2 separate regions of the Neogale vison genome follow, and region 2 is linked to region 1. A link is a contact called in public Hi-C data. All regions are on one chromosome and are shown on one strand. The core of a region is the stretch at or near the end of the contact, and the rest is flanking DNA. Distances in the headings are between cores, read along the strand shown.

Evidence for each region. Hi-C and Micro-C count contacts between places; a contact is called where the count stands out from the background.
Region 2: a Hi-C map of tongue shows a contact between it and region 1, with 11 times the contacts expected there. The contact joins the promoter of ARMC6 here to the promoter of TMEM161A in region 1. A contact is called at or near these places in 2 of 3 Hi-C or Micro-C datasets (muscle and tongue).

What each region holds. Positions count from the first base shown.
Region 1 is chr6:209,843,559-209,846,708 of ASM_NN_V1, reverse strand. It overlaps TMEM161A (transmembrane protein 161A), which reads right to left and starts at 1,642. Exons shown (of 11, transcript XM_044253801.1): 1 at 1,612-1,642. The coding sequence starts at 1,614.
Region 2 is chr6:212,078,195-212,081,344 of ASM_NN_V1, reverse strand. It overlaps ARMC6 (armadillo repeat-containing protein 6), which reads left to right and starts at 1,654. Exons shown (of 8, transcript XM_044253852.1): 1 at 1,654-1,736. SUGP2 (SURP and G-patch domain-containing protein 2) reads right to left here and starts at 1,637. Exons shown (of 10, transcript XM_044253847.1): 1 at 1,563-1,637.

The DNA of each region.
Region 1 (3,150 bases), core at 393-2,892:
CTCCAGTCCTTTCCCGTGCCACCCCCAGCCTCCCATCCCCGACTCTGCAGACATCAGATCCTGGGGCTCCCCTAATGATTTTCCTCTTCCCTCTGTGGCCTCCACCCTGTGACTCAATCTCCTGCTAGGTTTTTAACCACCTACGGCCCTGCACGACCCCAACACAGCGGCACCTCTAGCCTGCACCTCTATGCGTAGCGCGCAGACCATCTAGGTCTCTAAAGGCCCCAGTACCCGCCCCTAACTCCCCGCGGACACAGCACTCGGCCCTTTCCGGCGAGTGGTGAGGTCAGTCAACATCCAAATCCTTTTTGCAGCCTGCAACTCTTGGCGGGCCCAACTCAAGACACCCTGCCTCTCACTGGCCGGCTTTCTCCGTAGCCCTCTCTGCGTCAATTCACTGGGGTCTCAGAGGCCCTCCCAGACCCCTGGCCTCTCCACTGCAGATACCTATCACGCTCTGACACCTCCCAGGGAGGAGACCATTGTTCAAGCTTCCGTCCCAGCACCTGGGACAGGCAGGAGGGAGAGAAGACTTAGGAGAAGCAGGGAGGAAGGGAAGAAGGGAAGGAAGACAAGCTTCCCTTCACCTGAAGCTCCTGAGGTCTGTCCAGGGATATATTTCAAGCCCCGCCCCCCAGCAGCCTCAGGTCTTGTCCCGCCTCTGCAGATTTCCAAAGATACCTGGAGCCTCCCATCAGCTCACGTCCCTTTCCTGCTCAGTCTTTCCCTGGACCTACAATCTGAGAATAGGAGACTCCTGCTACCTGCTAACACCAATAAGGCTTTCCTCCATCCTGTTCTCGAGAACCCTTCCGATTATCTCCCATTCCTTCCCGCACCCAGGCCTGGAACCATGTCCACTTTTCAGGTTCAAGCGCACTTCCAACGCCCCTCCTTGGGGAATCCTCCACGCAGGGTCCGGTCGTCCTCAGGGGCCCCTCCTCTGCCCAGGTCGAACATTTAGGGTTTGGGAGTTCCCGCTCTCGCCCCGCATCAGCCCGACCCACCCACAGTGGCCAGGCTAAGTCTGAAGAATAAACTCAATAGGTTGGACCCAGGACTGCGTGAGACCTGAAGCTTCCGACTGTGCTGTCTCCGATTCTGGGACCCTCGCCCGCCCCAAAGCCACCCAGATCCCCTTGGCTTGGCTTCTCCTCTCAGGGCTCTCCCTGGCCCTTCCACACACCTAAATCCACGCAGCTGCCCTCATGCTTCCGCAGGACCCATGTCGCCAGCCTGGGCTCCAACGGGACCCCCAAATTCCCCAGCGAGGATCTGTGCGTTCCCCAGTCCCCTTCGCGGGGTTGTGATCCCTCGGCAGGACCTCAGGCCCCTAGAGGGCCCTCAGAGATCTTGCAAAATTCCCGAACGCTTGGAAGCCTCCAATTCTTTAGGCAGAATCCCCAACCCCCACATAGGTCCTGCAGGGAGACTGAACCCAGAGAGGGGCACATGGCCCTCAGCGCGACCCAGAGTCCCTCAGAGTTCCCAATCCCCACAAAGGGATCCCAGTCCCCTCGGTGTTTCCCTGGACCCCCTCAGCTGGATCTCCTGCCCCTCAGTCAAGCCCCCCACCCACCCACACCATGCCGCTGGCTGCCGGCTCACCATGTCGCCGGCGGGAGCGCGGTCCGCTGACCTGAAGCTCCGGGCGGCTCTCGGGAATCCAGCCAATCAGAGCCCGACCTTTCTGACAAACAGCCCGTAGGACCAATTGTCAGGCTGTAGCTGGAGCAAACCACGAGGGACACGAGGTCGCTCGCGTTGCATGCTGGAAATTGTAGTTCGAAGACCCAGGGCAAGATCAGGCACCCGTGGAGTCAGGACTCTCTGGTACCCTGTGTGGCTGCCCTCTCTTGAGATTTAGTCTCCGAGCCTCTGCACCCACCTCGCAGGTCTGAGACAAATTCACTCTCCCGCTGGAGAGTTCTGAGTGTGGAACTGTGTGAACTCCCCTGATCAAGAGCATTTGCTGGCTCCCACTGACTGGACTCCCAAGTGCTCATAGTCTCATAGTAAAGTCTCTGCCTGATTTCAGTCGGCCGCCAGCATATTGTATACACTAGAATACAGCTTGCCACTGGCCATGCTATCTGCAAATGCTATCTTTCATCTTAGAATACCTCCTTTCTCAATCTTTCTCATTTAGCAAAGCCTTATTCATTTCTATAAGTCAGGACTCTGAATGAACACACACACACACACGCACACACACACACACACACCCCAACTCAAATGGGCTCCAGCAAAAAAAGGGAAAATTTTGTGACAAAGAACTCTAAAAGCATAGTGAGCTTCAGGCATGGCTAGATCAAGGACAAAAAAAAAGTCAGTCTCTAGAATCCAATATATTGTGTTTTGAGGCTTGGAGGAAAGGGCTTCTAGCATAGGTACTTAAGTTTTTATGGATAAGTGTGTCTACTTGAGTGTGGACATATATGTGGGTATGATGAGATGTCTGAGCTGTTTTTCTTTTTTTAACTTTTTAAAAGTTTTTTTTAAAAGATTTTATTTGACAAAGATAGAGAGATCACAAGTAGGTAGAGCAGCAGGCAGAGAGAGAGGGGGAAGCACGCTCGCCACTGAGCAGCAAGACCAATGCAGGGCTTGATCCCAGGACCCTGAGATCATGACCTGAGTCGAAGGCAGAGGCTTAACCCATTGAGCCACCCAGATGCCCCTCCTTTATTTTATTTTATTTTATTTTATTTTTTTTGAGAGAGAGAGGGAGAGCAAGTGAGAGAGAGAGCTTGAACTGGGGGGAGGGGCAGAGGGAGAGAAACAAGCAGACTCCCCGCTGAGCAGGGAGCCCAATGTGGGGGCTCAACCCCAGGATCCTAGGATCATGACCTGAGCCAAAGGCAGTCACTTAACTGAGTCACCCAGGCACCCTAGATGTCTGAGGATTTTTATGGGGCCTGTGAGAGGGGCCTATATAGTTGATTGCCTTGTCTCTGTGGGTGTTATTGGTTTTTTAGATTTTTTTTTTTTTGACAGGCAGAGATCACAAGTAGGCAGAGGGAGAGTGGGAAGCAGGCTCCCCGTTGAGCAGAGAGCCTGATGCTGGGCTCAATCCCAGGACCCTGGGATCATGACCTGAGCTGAAAGCAGAGGCTTTAACCCACTGAGCCACCCAAGCGCCCCTCT
Region 2 (3,150 bases), core at 405-2,904, 2.2 Mb before region 1:
GGTGCTTCAGAGGGAGGCTGGATTATTTGAAGGGGGCTTCTGCCCTTACGGAGCTCACAGGTGTGTTGGTTAGAAGGAACAAAACAAGCACTGTGATCTTAGACAATCTACCTTGCTTCTCCGAGCCCATTTCCTCAGAATCCCTACCTGTTGGGGCTAAGTGGAGAACTGCAGTAAAGCAACACACACAAATGAATGTAAGTGGGGGGTGGAGCATAACCCTTGCAAATGGTGGTTAGGAAAGATGGGATCTTTCCCATTTCTATTCTCTTGTATCACAGACATGCGAAGAGGCTCTGAGAACTGCCCGGCCCTCTGAGAACTGCCTCTCAACAAGTGAGTGGAGGAATCCCTGGCTAGTGACAGAGCTTGCTCTGTACCAGGTCCTCTCGGAGGAAAGGGACTCTCACGATCTCCTTTAGTTTTTCCAACAACCCAGTGAAAAGCGGATCCTGTTATGAATGACAGTATACAGAAAAAGAGAAAGACTCAGGCTAAGTGACCCACCCAAGGTCAGAGAGCCCAGACCGGAACCTGGAAAACAGGGCACTGGTACTGGGGACAAAGCCCTGAAGACTGACTGGAAAAAGACTTGAGAAGCAACGCTCAGGAACCCGGTGGCTGCATCCTTAACCAAAACACCCCTTCCATCTTGAAACCTCCAACCTCAAGACCCAAACCTGCCCTTCCTTCGAGCCATTTCTTATAACCATCATCCCCTTTTCTCATCCCTAAACCCTTTTCCTGGGGCGCCCCTTGTTCTCTGCTGTCGAAGGATAGGGTCTCCCAGTCAGGCGGCTCCGGATCAAATCAAGTGACCGAACCTTTTTGCGCCTCCGTTTCCCCATCCATGTAATGGGCAGCTAATGGTGGGGGCTGTTGTGGGGATTGAACCGGGTGAAAAATGGTCAAGAGCCCGATACAGCGGTCGGCTGCAGTAATCCCCGTACGAACCGAACTGCTCTGGGCTCGGGTGGAATGAATGAACGAATGAACCCTTTCGGGCGTGGCCCGCCTCCTACCGGCCTCCGAGAACGAAGACAAGGGGGCGTCGGGCCCGGGAGGCCGAAGACCGCCCCCCAGGCCGAGCAGGCGGGGACGCGACCGGCGCGCAGCCCGAGGGCCGAGCTCGCGGCGTCATCGCGGGGCCCCGGGGCCCCGGAGCGGAACCCGGGCCTCCCACCCGGGGGCCCGCCCACCGACGACGCCCGGGCCCAGGCCTCACCCCGAACCCACCGCGCGCGGAGCCGCCCCCGCCGCCGCCTCAGGTTCCTCACCCGCCGCCGCCGCCGCCGCCGCCGCCGCGCGAGGCGGGGACATGCAAATGAGCCAACGGTCTCCGCAGCGCCGCGCCGCGCAGGCGCAAGCTGCCGCCGAGCCCTGATGCGCAGGCGCAGGCGGCCGCCGCCAAGTTCTCTTGCGCAGGCGCGTTGCTCGCTTCTCAGGGCAGACGCTCCCGAGGCGAAAGATTAATTTGTTGAGAGCGGCGGCAACGGAAAGCGGCCGGGAAAACGTGCCAAAGACGCCGCCGCTGCACACCTGTTGGCTCTTTCGGCTTTTACCTGCGCTCGCGGTCACTCTTGAGCTCTCCGGGAGCGGTCCGTGGAGCTGCGGGAGGCCGAGGCGAGTTGGCGCCAGCGCGGCTGCGCCCGTACGGTGGCCGGAAGGGACCAGAGGTGGTTCTGCCGGTGACAGTCGGGAGCCCCACCCTTTCCCCACGTGGCTGTGAAAACCGGGTGAGAAGCCGGGGCTGCGGAGTTCCCTCGCGCGGGGAGGGGAGTGGGCACCGCGGGGTCGGACAGGTGACTGTGGCGCCGCCCTCGGGGACTTGATTTTGGGGAATGACTTACAGAAGCCGCCACGGAACAAAATCCGTTTCCCTGGCCTCCTCTTTCTTTTCATTCATTTGTTTATTCATTTCTTTTCATTATTCATTCATTCATAACCTATGTACTGAGTGACTGCTGCGTGTATGACTCCATCCTGGGCAGAGGGGGAAGGTGAACAAAGTTAACTGAGCCCCAGTTGTCCTGGAGGTTAAATTTTAATTGGGGGGGAGGCTAGACAGTAAAAGGAAATAAGATAAATGGACATGTCGTTCCAGGTAGATACAGTACTCAAAAAGGATGATGCGATAGGAGGGTGGGGCAGCTTTAACCACAGTGGTTATTAAGAGCCGTCCCTTGGCTGGCTGGGATGCGCAGGTGAGAAGGTCTAGGTAAGAGACCTAGGTAAGGTCCATGTAGAGAAAGTTCTGGTAAGTAGATTGGATTTTGTTGAGAGGGTTGGGACGCCAGTGCAGGATTTTGAGCAGTGAGGTCTCTGTGATTGCAAGTTTCTCCCTGCCTGCTGAATGGAGAATAGAGGTACAGAGTGTGGGAGGGAGGAACCTGGTGAGACTACCCTTAGGACTGTGCCTGAACCAGGGTGGTTTTGTCGGGTGGAGGAAGATGATAGAGTCCCTGCTATGTCAGGGCACCGTTTTCTCAGTGAGTGGAACCCTGGCTTAGAAAGGAAAACCGGCTGTCATTTGAGGTCTTGCTAACTCCCTTTCTTTCCTCCAGGACACCTTGCTTCTATCATGGGGACTGGTAATGCTGTTTTTCCCCCTTTCCTAACCTGGACTGTTCCCAGGTGGCTCCCAGACGACCATTCCTAGGCATCATCTTTCTCATGAACTCCAGATACGTACTTTCATTCTGCCACCTAGCCTCGTGCCTAACCTAGGGGACCCCTGTAGGACTTGCCATAGAGGGGGATCCCAGAGCCAGACACTGATCTCCCAAGCACAGGACTGGGCAGAGGAAGGTTCATGGGATAGGGGAGCCAAGGCCAGAAAGCACTTATAGGTTCTAAGTGGTCAGGGAAGGCACCCAGGAGGAGGAATCCTGGAAGAGCTAGCAGACACTCTGCAGAGAACCCAGGTGGAGGGAAGGCGTTAATGAAGCAAGGCGGCATGATGGCCAGGCCTCTTACTGCTGTGTGATCTCTGGCAGGTTCTTCCCATCTCTGAGCTTCAGATTTCTCATCCATAAAGTAGGCATAATTGACATTCGCCCTTTGGACTGTGTCGCTGTGGTAGTGTGGCCACTCACTATTGGCCCACTCAGGTCTGAAGCATGGCTGGGGTGGTGGAAGCATCATTTGGTG